Linked DNA regions of Mus musculus: region 2 is linked to region 1. The links are chromatin contacts, called in public HiChIP or PLAC-seq maps. All regions are on one chromosome and are shown on one strand. The core of a region is the stretch at or near the end of the contact, and the rest is flanking DNA. Distances in the headings are between cores, read along the strand shown.

The links. HiChIP or PLAC-seq counts read pairs in DNA pulled down with a chosen protein or histone mark.
Region 2: a contact with region 1 is called in an H3K4me3 HiChIP or PLAC-seq map of forebrain, with 4 times the contacts expected there. The contact joins the enhancer-like site here to the promoter of Phactr3 in region 1. A contact is called at or near these places in 6 of 115 datasets of contacts at active chromatin or transcription factors (embryonic forebrain, embryonic hindbrain, embryonic stem cells and 3 more) and 1 of 9 other capture datasets (pancreatic islet).

Annotation. Positions count from the first base shown.
Region 1 is chr2:178,136,549-178,143,194 of GRCm38.p6, reverse strand. Phactr3 (phosphatase and actin regulator 3) reads right to left here and starts at 1,262. Exons shown (of 13, transcript NM_028806.2): 1 at 696-1,262. The coding sequence starts at 810.
Region 2 is chr2:178,302,781-178,310,098 of GRCm38.p6, reverse strand. It overlaps Phactr3 (phosphatase and actin regulator 3), which reads right to left. Exons shown (of 13, transcript NM_028806.2): 8 at 7,261-7,318. Among named protein-coding and RNA genes, the nearest start is that of Sycp2, 100 kb to the left of the region's middle. Within about 2 kb of position 5,633, at least 32 of the 459 cell types and tissues checked have an H3K27ac peak or open chromatin away from gene starts, as enhancers often do. A contact at or near this core is called in forebrain and oligodendrocyte precursor cells, where this site is marked.

The sequences.
Region 1 (6,646 bases), core at 13-2,512:
GCCTTTCTTGGTCCCAAGGAAAGTCATCAATCAAGCCACATAGATGCCTCTGTGACCTGTTTATCACCTAAACAATCCACATTGCCTTGAATGTGGAAGAGTGGACACAGAGCAGAAAGAAACCCCGGCAATGCCCGTTGGCCTCACACCCTTCATTTCCCCACAGCAGCTCTGTCCAGCACACCTGTCCCGGGAGGCGGGCGCGCCCAGGTGCGCCAGACCTGGCTGGAGTCCTGGTGCCCATTGACAGCCTTGGGCACGGTGGCTGCAGGAGTGTACTGCTGCCCTGATCCTTCGGGTGGGGACCCTGTACAGGACCATAGAAGGGCCTGGACAGAGGGCAGAGTAGGCACCAGCCCTGGGCGGAGGTGACACGAAGACCCTTCCACTGGTCAGTCAGCTGCCCACCATGGCACTCCCTACTGGGGGTTCAAAGACCAGCAGCCAGCCAACAGAGCACACTGCAGAATACCTAGCTCTACCAGCAAAGCGGTTCCTCTCTGGACAAAGGGCTCCGAGGCAGCCCTGTTTGCTGGGGACAGGAATCACGGGCCCTCGTGGCACCTGAATCGGATCGCTGTCCCCCCCAGTAAAGGCGGGGGCGGGGGGAGCTGTGGCGCGTGGGGACATGGTCCCCATGCCACCTGCCTCGTGTCTCCCCCACCCCGCCTGGCCGCCCCCGCCGGGCCCAGTACCTGGGTTCTCCCCGGCGTCCGTGGAGGTGGCTGAGGAGTCGCTGAGGAAGCTGGGGTCACTCTGCGAGCGGCCCCGCGACACAAGGCAGCTGCTGCCGTCCTCGGATGCGGCCATGGGAAAGGCGACGCAGGGGCAAGTTGGAGGGAGATGCGGAATCAGAGCATCCTAGGCGGCCAAGGTCACCGGCGAGGGGGCTGGAGAGGGCGTCTTTTTTAAAAGGAAAAGCAAAAGGGACCAGGAAAGAAAAAGAACGGAGGAGGACGCCAGGCTGGCTTCAGGGTGGGGAGACAAAAGCCTTGCAGGCTGCAGCCAGGCGCATCCCGGCTTGCGCGGCCTCGCTTTGTTATTTATTCGTATTTATTCCCATTCTTCTGCTTATATTCCAGGGGAAAAAAAAAAGTTGAACCAGGAAATAAAAACTTTTTCTTGTCAGTGTTTATGGCGTGCTTGGGGCTGGGGGAGATGTCCAGGAATGTCTGGGGGTGCTCCCTCCCCCCACCCCACCCCCCACCCCCCCGAAAAAAAGGGAAAAAGGAGAATCTTTGCTCTTGCAATTGCTTTAATCTGAAAGCTGTTCTTGGAGCATCTGTTGGAAAACATTAGGATTCTCCCATCATGCCATGGGAGGAGCATGACGTCACGAAGCTGGGAGTGAGAATGAGTGGTGATGGGGAGGGGTCTCAAATACCTGGACTGTCAGAGGCCGGGGAGACATATGGACTGGATCGTAGGTTATGATCCGCCCACCACCATACCTGGGGCTCTAGGACAGAAAGCAGCCACATGCCCTCTCCCCCCTCCCCAGTCTTTCCTCCCACCCCGCCCTCCACCAACAGGAAAGGAGGAGCCCTGAGGCGAGGGCGGTGCCTCCCTTGAAGGCACTCTCCAGGCAGATCCTGGCGGCTGGTTTTCCTGGCCCTCCTCTTGGAGATGGTTATGACATGGTCTTCCCTATGCTCACCTATCCACAACGAAAAGGGGGCAGCATCAAGTGCCTGGTCAGGACCTGTGGGGCACTACTCTCTTCCCCTCTATCCATTCCTTAGCCCATAGGCATAGGTGCCTGTCAGGGAGTTTCACCTTTAAGGAAACTGAGGGGACCAAGGACTAGAGGGAACAGCAAGGAAGTTCCCTCCCCCTTGCCTAAGGAAGCCTTTCTCCCTTTCCTAGGAGGAGCTTGGAGGTGAGCTGGCAACTCCTCTCCCCTGCAGTGGGAAAAACTAGGAAAGGAAAGTCTTATAAGGGTCGGGGACCTTGCTGTGTCACCTCGCTGGGTTGGAAGATGCCCAGGGGATACTGCAAGAAATAGGAAAAGTGCTTAGACTTCACTCTTGGGCAGATGATGGCTCAAGTTCCAAAATAAAGTTCTAAAATTCAAAGCAGCATAGAAAACCCACTCTTTCTGATCACTGGGCACACACTAGGCAGGAGAGCCTTAAATTGTAGACTAGGTCATTCTCAGACCCTGGCTGGCACACACATTGTAAGGATGTGGCTTCCTGGTTGGTGTGCAGATCCCTGTCCAAGAAGTTCCCGGCCTCAGTAATCTGGAGTGGGAGCTCAATCTCCTCTTCTTTCCCTCCCTCCCTCCCTCCCTCCCTCCCTCCCTCCCTCCCTCCCTCCCTCCCTCCCTCCCTCCCTCCTTTCCATAAACTCTCTGGAATAAATGAACTAGATGCACCTCAAGACTGAGCAGGAGACCACCCTTCATGGTGGTCCAAAAACACAAGCAAACCAGCCATCTGTCAACTGATTAGTGTCATATGGTGGCTCCCACCTGTAATCCCCACATTCCAGAGGCTGACTGGGGTGGAATTCATGACTTTGGAGCCACCCCAGCTAGGGGCTAGACAGTGAAAACCTATCTCCAAGAAAAAGAGTGAGATGTAAGCATCGTGGCAGGCCAGGAGACACACGCACGAGAGAAGACAGCATGAGATGTTCTCTCTCTTCTGACCCCATTGCAAAGAGGCATTGAAGGATAAAAGTGAGGCTTTGTGGGTGCCCAGGACAGGGCAGTGAGCAGAACAGGAAGGAGATTATAGCCAAATGGGTGCACGGTTTCCTTGAGGTAACCCCAGATACTCAGGATAATCTAAAATTGGCCTGTGGGAACAGTTTCCTGACTCTACATTCACTAAAAATCCACAGACGTCTACATGCTACAGGGGTGAGCTTTGTAGTACGCCAGTTATTTTAGAAAAGTTTTCTTTTTTCCTTTAAAATGTGCATGGAGGTGTTAGGCTGATGTTGGGTCTGAAGAGCACTTGGATTTCCCCTCTCACCTGCTGAGGCTCTCACCTGGCAGCCTACCTGTCCCCCCTTCAGAATCAAGTGAACAACGGTATCCTGGGTTAGAAAACCTAAAGCTGTTTCTCCCCAACTTAGAGTAACCCTGAGGACCAATGTGGCTGCCCCAGGGCATCTGGAAACACACACACACACACACACACACACACACACACACACACACACACACACTGACACACAGTATGTGAACCCAGAAGAGATAAGGAAAAGCCCACAGGAGGACCAGTTCACTCCCACATTGTCCGAGCAGGCTACATTCTTACAGAGAGTGCTGATTCATAGATGTGTCTGCCAGTCTATCAAAGATTTCCTGAGCACCGTCTGTGTGGCTACACCTGCGATTTCCCAGAGAAGCATAGTAAACAAATGGGGCCTGGCGTTGGTTTGGTAGTACTCTATGGATAACTCACAGACAAGCCATGAGGCTGAGAGGGAGGCCTCCCTGGAGGAGGGGTGGGCCTGGTGAGAAGAAATGATGTTCAGGGAACAAAGGCATGAGAAAGCAGCCAATCAGGACCATGGGAGGTATCTCCAGGTAAAGGGAAGATCCGGGACAAAGCTCATTGGAAGGATAACACAGATTTCTACCATTCCTGCAAAGAGGCAGGGCCCAGCCTGGTGTCCTGTACCCTCCTGGCAGGGCCCAGCTTGGTGTTCCGTGAGCCCCATCACCCCTTGTCTTCTTTGGAGTTTGCCTCTTGTTCAAGAATGGAGCAAAGCAACCAGAGGCAGAGGTGTATCTCCAAAGGACCTTTTGGCTGCTGTTGAGGAGGCACAGGCTGATGGGATGGGGGTGGGGGATCATGGAGGTGGAATAAGAAGATGTCAAATTTGTGGGGTAGAAGCTGAGGCTGGGCTGGGGGAGTCAGAGTCAGTGGGCAGGCGAGCTGCAGATAGAAGAGGTGTGGATGAGAGACGGAAGCCAGCTTTGATGGTTTGATGATGCTACACTGGTAGGGGGGCCAAGGGAACCTCGAGTCTAACAGTGACAGGTGAGCTGGAGGTCCAGAGAAGGGGGGACCAAGTATCACAGGGGTGTTCTCCATCAAGCTTGGTGGTAGGAAGGCACAACCCACAGCAAGACAGACCTGTTCTGCTCCAACGTTCTCAAGCCTGAGGGACCCTCTCAAGGCCTGCATTTCTACAACTGTAAACTGAACACAGCCTCTGCTGGCCAGTAGAGTGACTCAAGGTCCAATGGTGGGTGCTAACCCAGTGCTGGGTCACATGACCTACTCTGTGCAGACAGCTTCTGCAGGCTGGCCTGTCCCCCTTGGAGAACATACACAGCCAGGCTGTAAGCTGTAGGGTGCATGACATTGTGAGTGAATATGTGCTGTTGACAAGGACACGGCCATGTTAAAGACCACAGAGTCTCAAACCCACAGAGGAAGACAAGGCCTTCCTTCCCCTGGGGCGAGGCACAGATGTATGTCGGGCTCTCCTCTTGTGCAATTGTGGATGGTGACAGTGTGTGCAGAAAATGTCCACCGTAGCTTTCACCACACCCTGGTGCTCCCAGATTAGCAGCCCACCTCCTTGATCCAACCTCATAGATCCTGCCTCCTTCTCCAGAGACACATAGTAACCCTGTCTCTATGGCCAACTTTATACAGTAAACAGGCCATGTGTCTCGGGTGCTGCGGTAGACGAGAACCCAGACCTCCAGATCCCAGGCCTCTGTCTGTCTGTCTTTGTCTTGTCTTCATTTCCCCTCTGTCTCAGTCGGGTCCATCTTTAGAACCATGCTGGATGCTGCAGTGAGCTGTGGTCCCTCACAGGCTTGTTACCAGGCAGGGACATGGATGGTCACTGGGATCTGCATCTCTTTCACACGAGTGCCTATCAGCTCCTTGTTCCCTTGAGCTAAGTATCTGGACACCCTACAGAGATAATAATGCAAGCCATTCCTTCAGAGTGGGGGAGTAGTGTCTGTCACTAGCTACACAGGGCACACTACCTACAGTAGTGTCACCAGCTACACAGGGCACACTAGCTACAGTAGTGTCAGTAACTACACAGGGATTTCTGTCAAGTTTGCCTGTTGGTGCCTGTCATTCAGGCACTAGCATCCAGTGAGCAGTGCTATTAGCCAGACAAGAAAAGGAATACATATGGGAGTGTCTGGCCACACAGGCCCTGACCTGGAAGTGAGGATTCCAGCTCCATGTGATATCAGAGGCCATCCTAGTTCCAGTCCCATTTAGTGCAAAAGACAGCACGTTGATACACATCAGGACCCCACCAATGTCTCTTCACCTTTACTGTTTTTGAAAACACAGAACTAGCAAACTTCAGATACTTAAAAAGAACTTCTCAATCGATGTCTTTGGCTGAATCTCAAGGGCCAGCTTAAGAGGCACAAAGGTCAATATACCCAGAACTTGGAAATTTCAGCATTGAGTCAAGTTCGTCAGCTGGATGAGCAAGCAGCCAGCTCTGCCCTCTGCTGGCCATGAGGAGAAACTGCACCCAACGCTTGCCTGACAGCTTTGAACTTGGTTCTCTTTTTCCTATAGCTCTCCACCTTGTGTTCCCTGCTGGTGAGACTACCCAAGGTAGTGTCCAGAGCAAAATCTTCTGGCTGGGGAAATTATTCAGTGGGTTCCACCTTGAGGACAGGAAGTTCTGATTCCCAGCTCCCCACATGTTGGGCAATCTGTATTCTCAGCACAAAGGAGGGAGAGATAGATGATCTCCCCTGAACAAACTGGCTAGATGGACTAGTCAAGTCAGTGAGCTCTGGGTTCAAGTGAGAGACCCTGCCTCAAGGCAGAAGGTGGAAATGGACCAAGACAGACACTAGATGTCAGCCTTAGGCCTCCAGTACACAAGGTTCCCCCTCATAACACACACACACACACACACACACACACACACACACACACACACACACACACATGCACACACACCATACATATGTGTCCATATAGCCCCTCCTCAAGCCAAAAGTTAGAGAGTTAAGAATGCTTAATGGTTAAGAATGCTGGCTGAAGACCTGGGCATTGTGGCTCAAGCTTTAATCCCAGGACTCAGACACAGAGGCAGGCAGATCTCTGAGTTCAAGGCCAGCCTCGTCAGCACAAAAAGGAGGAGGAGAAAATAAATTAAATGAATTGCTGAGGAGAGGAGAGGAGGAGCAGGAGCAGCAGCAGGAGCAACAGCAGGAGGAGGAGGAGCAGGGGGAGAAGGGGGAGGACGACTCCTCTACAACAACAACAACTACAAGAACAACAGCAGCAGCAGCTGCTGATCTTGTGGAGGAGAGGGTTCAGTTCCCAGCACCCACATGGGTGGCTTACAACCATCTGCAACTCTAGTTCCAGGGAATCTGATGCCCTCTTCTAAATTCCATAGTGCATGTGATATGTTTCTATACTCACAGATACAACATACTAAATAAATAAATAAATAAATAAATAAATAAATAAATATGTGTTTTTTTTTTTTTTAAATCCCTGAGCAATGAGAGATAGCACACACCTGTAATACCAGCACTTAGGAAGTTGAGGCAGGGGAATTGTTAGTTTCAGGTAAGCCTGCATCTGCATTTCATAGTCAGTTTCATACCAGACTGGGCTATAAAAGGGAAATCCTGTCTTAAAAAAAAAAAAAAGCCAACAATGGTGGCACACACCCT
Region 2 (7,318 bases), core at 4,384-6,883, 160 kb before region 1:
CCAGCTAGCATGCTCAGACTGAGAATGTCACAGGGAGCTGGGACAAGGTGATGGAGGGAGACAGAGTGGGGTCGTGTCAACTGGGGTGTGGAGGGACAGTCAAAAGAGGTCTCTCTGGTCAGTGATATTTAGCTGATCGCAAACGGCATGTGCGTGCCGGGAGCCTCAGTAAGCTGTCAACCATGGAATTCTCTCAGCAGTGACACTTGAGCAGGGCAAGCACAGGCTTCCATGTCCCTGGGTCACTACAGCTTCATCCTCCTGCTCTCCAGTCCGTCGCTTGACCATATCCCTTTCTGTTCATTAAAACCCAGCTTGAACATCATACCTGTCCCTGATACCCACTGCAACTCTTTTGGGGGCTGGTCATTACCCCTGGGGCCTTCTGCAGGCAGCTGCTCCATCTGGCCTGTGGCATGCAGTGACTTACCCATACCTGTGGCAGCATATCTACTCATGCAGCCCCTAGCACCCATCAGCTGCACACTGCATGAACTTGGATGTTCTATAGTTGGATGTATATCATGACAGACATTCAAATGCAAGGACATTTTAAACTGTTGGGCAACCTGGGTCCACTCTCCTGTACCTACACCTCCTCTGTCACTGTAAGCAATACAGAGCAACATGTATCAGCCTCCTGAAGGAGAGCAGTGCTGTGTGGGTGGCACTTAGAGTCACCATAGAAAGGTCCTAAAGCGATATTGTTACCTGCGACTTGCAGTCTTTTCCTCAGTGAGTGCCAAAACAGTGTTACAGGTGTGGAAACATGATTAAGAAAGCATATATGATGCCCCACCCCACCCAGCTTTGAGAGCAGAGTCATAGACTTGCAGACACTGATAGAATAAATAGTGAGCAAGGATGTGATGTTACCAGCCTCATTAATACAGCCTGTATCAGACTATGGGTTTTAGACACAGGACATCATCTGCCGTCTGGACACAGATGTGTGCAGAGCACCTGAGGCCGCAGCATCAGTGGGGCTGCTCAGTCGTTAGGAGCTGGGCACTGGGATCAGAGGTATGAGATGCTGTGAACACAGCCTCTGTTCCTTTCCTCCTCTAAGTGCCACCCAAACAGAGCATAAGAGGTGCTCCCCACACAGGGCTGTGGTCAGAGCTCCCCACACTGTGCCAGCCTGTAAGAGGATTGCTATGGACACAGGTTCAACTACAAAGCACCAGCAGTATCAAGACCCTGTCTGGACACAGATCGTCCCCCACTAGGCCTAGTACAGGCAGTGCCTCATGTCACAAACACCTGGGGGAGGCTGTCCCTAGTGTGTTCTGTCCCTGGGTCTTAATGTGCACTGAGGCGGAAGCACTGAGCCCAGTGGTTACACTGTGTCCTGCTTCTCCAGAGCATAAGGACAACTGTGGGATGTGAGGCCACTTATTTCCCAATAATGTCTTATTCCTATGGGACATTGAACTGGAAGGAACTTTGGAGAGATCAAATGAGAAGCCAGTGTGTGGCTGGGCTGCACATTCTATGCATCTGTAATAGCCATGTCAGTGCAAGGATGTCACATGGGAACAGGTATAGATGGTATCCACATAGTAGTGAGGGATGGGATGCAGGGGATAACTTAACGTGAGGACTCTTTTTTCTTCAAGCCTGGATTTTGAGTCTCCCATCACCCCCATCCACACTCACTGCCCCAGCTCAGTGCTAAGGGAGTGTCAACCTCTTGAGCTTGCTCTGAGACTTCTCCAAATAGGAGTCACTGCCAGTACCACCTGGTGCTGAACTCAGTACAGCCCAAGAACCCAGAAAGGCTCAGAGACATTACTAGGTCAGCCCTGTGAATAGTAGAGTGGCCACAGCCCATGGAGCACATTTAAAGTTGCTGATTCTGCCACCAACATCCCCTTCATGTTCCTCAGAGACTAAAGGTGAATGGCTGCGACCATCTCTCCCTCCCACACCTCTCTTGCCTGTCTATTCTTAACTTCTGGGGTGTAGGTGACTTCACATGAGTTAACACAAACTGTCCTGGCTCTTTGCACCACTGACAGATAGCCATGCAGCTCAGTGGTGAGCCAGGAAAGTCGACAGCTTGGCCAGGCTGGGCACTGTTATTTAATCCCCTATTATAATTTATGTTCACACAGCACTGTTCAATTTACATTTAAGGATCTATTATGTAAGTGTCTTGTAAACTGGGCAGGAGAATCCCTTTGCTGTTATATAATGTTTAGGTTCATAGTTCTCAGCGTGTGTCATCCACAGATGCTTTTAAGGAAATCTGCCGCTGTCTTCATCCATGATCTTGAGAGATCCACTACAGTATCAGACAATTAGTTTCTATTTGTGCCTAATTCCTTTCCTTTTTTTCTTCTTTCTTTTTTTTTCTTTAAAGATGTCTGGGTTTTGTTTTAAATATTGTCGACACTTATCATTGCCATTTTAAAACATTTTTACATCTTATACAAATAATCCATAAAAAGATAAAAATATAAACCTCGGTTATGTCCCCAAACCATCACTGTAGCCTTATCTAAACCGTGAGGTCCTCATATTGGAAGGGAAAAGCACACTGGCATTTTTATCCAATCCGAAGATGCCACAGCACGGGTACCAATGGACATCTGGGGCAGGGCTGTAACAGAGAAGCCTTGTTCCAGAGGAGACCAGGGGGCAGAATGTTCAGCACACTGACAGCCCCATCACAAAGGACCAGGTGTTCCCGCTGAACATTTTTAAATATAGAAATAGACCTTGAAACTATACACTAACTACTTTCTTAACAATAAAATGAAGAAAAAGCATATATCAGGTGCTTAAACACAGCACACATTTAACACTACACAACACATTTGTCACGGGCAGCTGTGCACTCTGCTCTGAGCTTCTTGGTGGACGAAGCAATAAAGGTTAACAGATTAATTATAAAGTGTGCATTACCCTTAAAATAGCAACAGACTAAGCAGAAACATAGATCACTTTGATGCTAAAGCTCAGAGAATTGTCTCCCAGGGGTCTTAAGGAGGCCATAACAGCATAAAGGACGGAAGACACTGGAGAGGGGGGTATTGTAAAGTACAGATCCTGGGGAGATGGCTTGTTGGGTAAAGCACTTGGTGGACAAGCACAAGCCTGAGTTCGGGTCCTCAAAGCCTACACAAAGCCAGACACGGGGCACATCAGCAGTAGCAGCACTGTAGTGAGATGGGAGGTAGAGACAGAAGAATCATTGGAAGTTCATAAGCCTACTAGCCTGGGGTAAACACACTCTCCCCTCTTCCTCCCTCCTCCCTCTACCTCTCCTTCTCTTCCCTGTCTCCTTTCTCTCCACCCTCCTCCTCTGTCTTCTCCTCCTCCTCCTCCTCCTCCCCCCTCCCCCCTCCCCCTCCCCTTCCCCCTCCCCTTCCCCCTCCCTCTCCCTCTCTCTCTGTCCCGGCTCAGAAGATGGGAGGAAGGTCTGGAGATCTTCACATACTTCCCCTGGGAGTCAGATATGGAACCAGAAAGTATCAGAGGAACAATTACCCTCCAATGTTCCCTGCCCTGTAATTCTGGAGACAGCACTGGGCTGACCCTGTGAAGGGATGAGAGGCTGAAGCCTCTGGGGACAACACTAAGCTGTTGAGCCTCAGAGTAACATTGTTTCACATCTTTCAGAAATGACAGATGCTGCCACTTTGTGTCCCCAACCCTCTTCTGCACACTAGTTGCTTCCATGGGGGCTGGGAGCAGTGTTGAGTTCATGCATGTTGACACAAACAGCCCTGGCTCTTCATACCTCTAACCAGCCACCTGTTGCCACATGGCTTGGTGCTGTGCTCATTCTCCTCAAGTGAAAACTGAAGCTATGCAGAGTATGTACCCACCACAGGACACTTTTGCAAACCTTCCAGGAGACCACAAATGCACAGCGCCAAATAAGCCACTGGACTGCAAAACGGACTCAAGCAACAGTTACCTTACGACGATGACTGTCTCCAAGGTGATGCCCACAGTACTTAAAGTGCCCATGGTGAACTGGGCTCACATTCACTCTTACAGTTAGGGCAAGAGAGAAAGAGAAGACAGAGAGTGGGGAGGAGGAAGGAGGGAAGGGGAGGGAGGGAGGGAGATGAAGCAAAGATTCACTGAAGTTTGTTAGTAGTGTAACCTCTACCTATGCAGTGGATGTGCACACTCTAGATAGGACAAGCTTTTGAGCAATTAGAAGCAGCAGATAAGATTATTATTTCCAAAGCCCAGCAGCCAAAAGCCCAAGAGCTTGCATCGTGCCCAGCCTCCTTTGCAGTCTCAGCAGCCTCACATCATGCAGTGAGGTAGCAGTGCCCAGTTTCCCACCCTTGGGAGCATCACACAACCCCCCTGTTCAAATGCAGAGTTCAAGGTGAGCAAGCAGGAGAGGTGGCTCTTCTGTTCGGCGGTACAAGTGTGCCTGGCGCTGTTTTCCTTGAGACCCTGTGTTCTCTGTGGCCCTGTGGTGGCGGTCTGTTCTGGATCCAGCAGAACACAATGTACAGAGAGAAGCTGGGGATCACTTAACCGCTGTGCTAATGTGCTAAGTGCCAACCCCTGAAGGATGCTATTGAGCTTTAATCAGCTTCTCACTCAGCCCCAGAACAAAGGCCTCCTCCAGGGAGCACAAACAAGAGGCTGTACAACCCATCACTCCAGAGATGCCTGTCCAGAGTCTTGGCCCAGGCAAACCATCAACCAACTGGTCTAGGGGCAAGGCTGTCATCTGCTCCACAGGGGGGCTCTAAGGAAACTTGTGTTAATAGCACCTGTAGCCTGTTTATTCAATCATGTTACATACTCTCCAGAAGGCCTGCTGGTGGCTTCTATGCCTGTGCCGATGACAAACAGCTCATGAGGATGCCTAGCAATGACAGTAGCAGTTCCCAGCCAGTTCCTCCTGCCAGGAATATGACCTTGTTCCTTTAAATGACCTGGAATCTTTTTAACCAGCCCCACTATCTCCTCTTCACAAAGTGAGGGAGACCCCTGGCCACAACTGCGAAGGACGATTGCTATCTAAAGCTACCTTTCTGAGGCCAAGCTCATGTCTGGATATCCCCACTCTCTAGGTGATCGCCACATCTCTAGGCGATGCAGAGGAGAAACTCCACATTCCTTTAGCTGCACCCTGTCCCCCACCGTGGGTGTCAACAGCTTTGCACCAAGTATAGTGTCTTGGCCCAGGCTTTGAGCACACCACACATGAAACCACAGAAGATGGCCCCAAGCAATGAGTAAGATAGGGAACTCCAGAATTCTCGGCAGGAGGCACTGTCTGAGAACTGCTGCTGCCCAGAACATCTCCCAGAAGGCTGGCTGGGTACTCCCTAACTGTCTGATTCCTATGCCCACTTTCCCTCCCACGGCACCCCAGTAAGACATCTCACCCTCTCCCTAAGGCACAATAAGTCAGAGGCAAATGCGCCTCTCAGTCTCCATGTAGTAGCAAGGACTACTTAGAGGGGAGCAGATAAACAACTCGTGGTATCTCCTCAGTACTTGAAGGTGATAGCCAGCAGGTCCAGTGGCACACACTTGTGACTCCAGCTGAAGAGACTGAACGGGAGGATCTGGAGTACAAGATGATCCATCCTACAGTATGAAATCCTATCAATGGTGCCTTTGTATTTAATGTTCTTGGGGGGTGGGGCTGTGGACACAAGGGGACACACAGCCCTTTGCAGGTTGTTCCCAGGACACAGCCCCAGGACTGTGAGACCAGGACTGTGCCCATTCACCCACATATATTTGGAGAGCAAGCTCAGTAACCCTGAAGGATGGGACAGGCAGTAACACATGACACTACCCCTGCAGAGGGGACCCCAGCCTCATTGTGGATGCCCACACCAGGCATACAGGGCATTGTCATGGGTGCAAGATGAGAATCACTTCGCTCAGAGAAGCCATGGAACACACAGAAGAAAAAAAAATTAAATTTGGAAATAGCAAAAGAAAACGCTATGGAAACCCCAAACACTCTTGGGAATACCGTAGATGATGTGTTGCCATGGCAACCGGGGGCTGAATTATTCAGCAGTAGAATGTGGATGGTCCTAAGGCACACAGGCAGAGAGCCAATTAGACCATTCCCACGAGGAAGACACAGAGACACCAGAAGCCACCTCTGATCTCCGGGGTAGACTCACAGCCTCCTGCTGTCTGTGTCTAATTCTGGGATCCTTTTCCATTTTCAGATGTAGTGAAACTGAGACGCTGATGTATTACATCCTAGAGTCTAAAATTAGTTCCCAGTTCTGTGAGTGAAGGGGAATCCTGGTCCTGCAGCCTTTGTCTTCTGTACCTCTTAGGCATTCGTAAACCAAGTAGCTCTGCAGCTTCCAGGTCCACCCTTTGCAGCTAAGGTGCTTGCAGGTGACCCACAGCCTCACCCTCTGAAGTCCCACTCCTGCAGGTGCCCTGCAGCCCTGCCCTCTGCCAGTGACCCACAACCCCACACTCTAGGACCCACCCCAGTCAGTCCTACATTCTGAATGTGCGCTATAGCCCTGCCCCTTGAAGTTCCACCATCTATAAATGCTCTTTAGCCCTGCCCTCTGTGGTCCAACATGGGGCAGTTTCCCTCTGGCCTGACCCATGGCACAGACTGGTTGCTGGGTAACCATCACCTGGTGGAGCCCAGAGAGTACAGGAATCCACCATTTGTTCCCATAGGTCACAGCCAGACTTTGGGGCAGGAGGAGAGCCTGAGCCCACTGTGACTGAGTGCAGAAGGATGCTAGTGAACCTCTCACCCTGTGGCACATAGCATGTGATGCACATTCTACCCCACGAAGTGTGACACTGTATGTACACATTCATGTAAGCACAGCTTCTCCCAAAGGGCTCAGGGGATCTAGCAAAGCTGGACCCATATTCTTAGAGGGAGATAACTGGATGGGTTTTATGAGGGGCTGTCTGTAGCAAGCCCTAAAACAGCAAAAACATGTCCTCAGCAGTGGGGCCAGACTCTCTCTTCTGTGATCCTCTCTTCTTCACACGTCTCCCGTGGCTTGTGCAGACCACTGGTTCACCAAGGGGTATTTTGGTGATATCTGGAGAAAGTTTTGATTGTCCCGGGGAACTTGACAGGCAGAGGTTAGGGATGCTGCTGAGCCACAGGCACATAGGCAGCCCCAGTGTGTTCCCATGCAATGCCAAGGGCTGAGTGACCTGCTGCAGATCCCGCATCTACCTATGAGCCCTGTGTGACACTGGGGGAGGTGGATCCCAGAGGCTAGGATGAGCGTCCGCATCAGTCTGCACCGGCTCACTTACTTGGACAGCTTCATCTCTATCTGCTGTCGGATCTCCTGTCTCTCCTCATCGGTCCTCC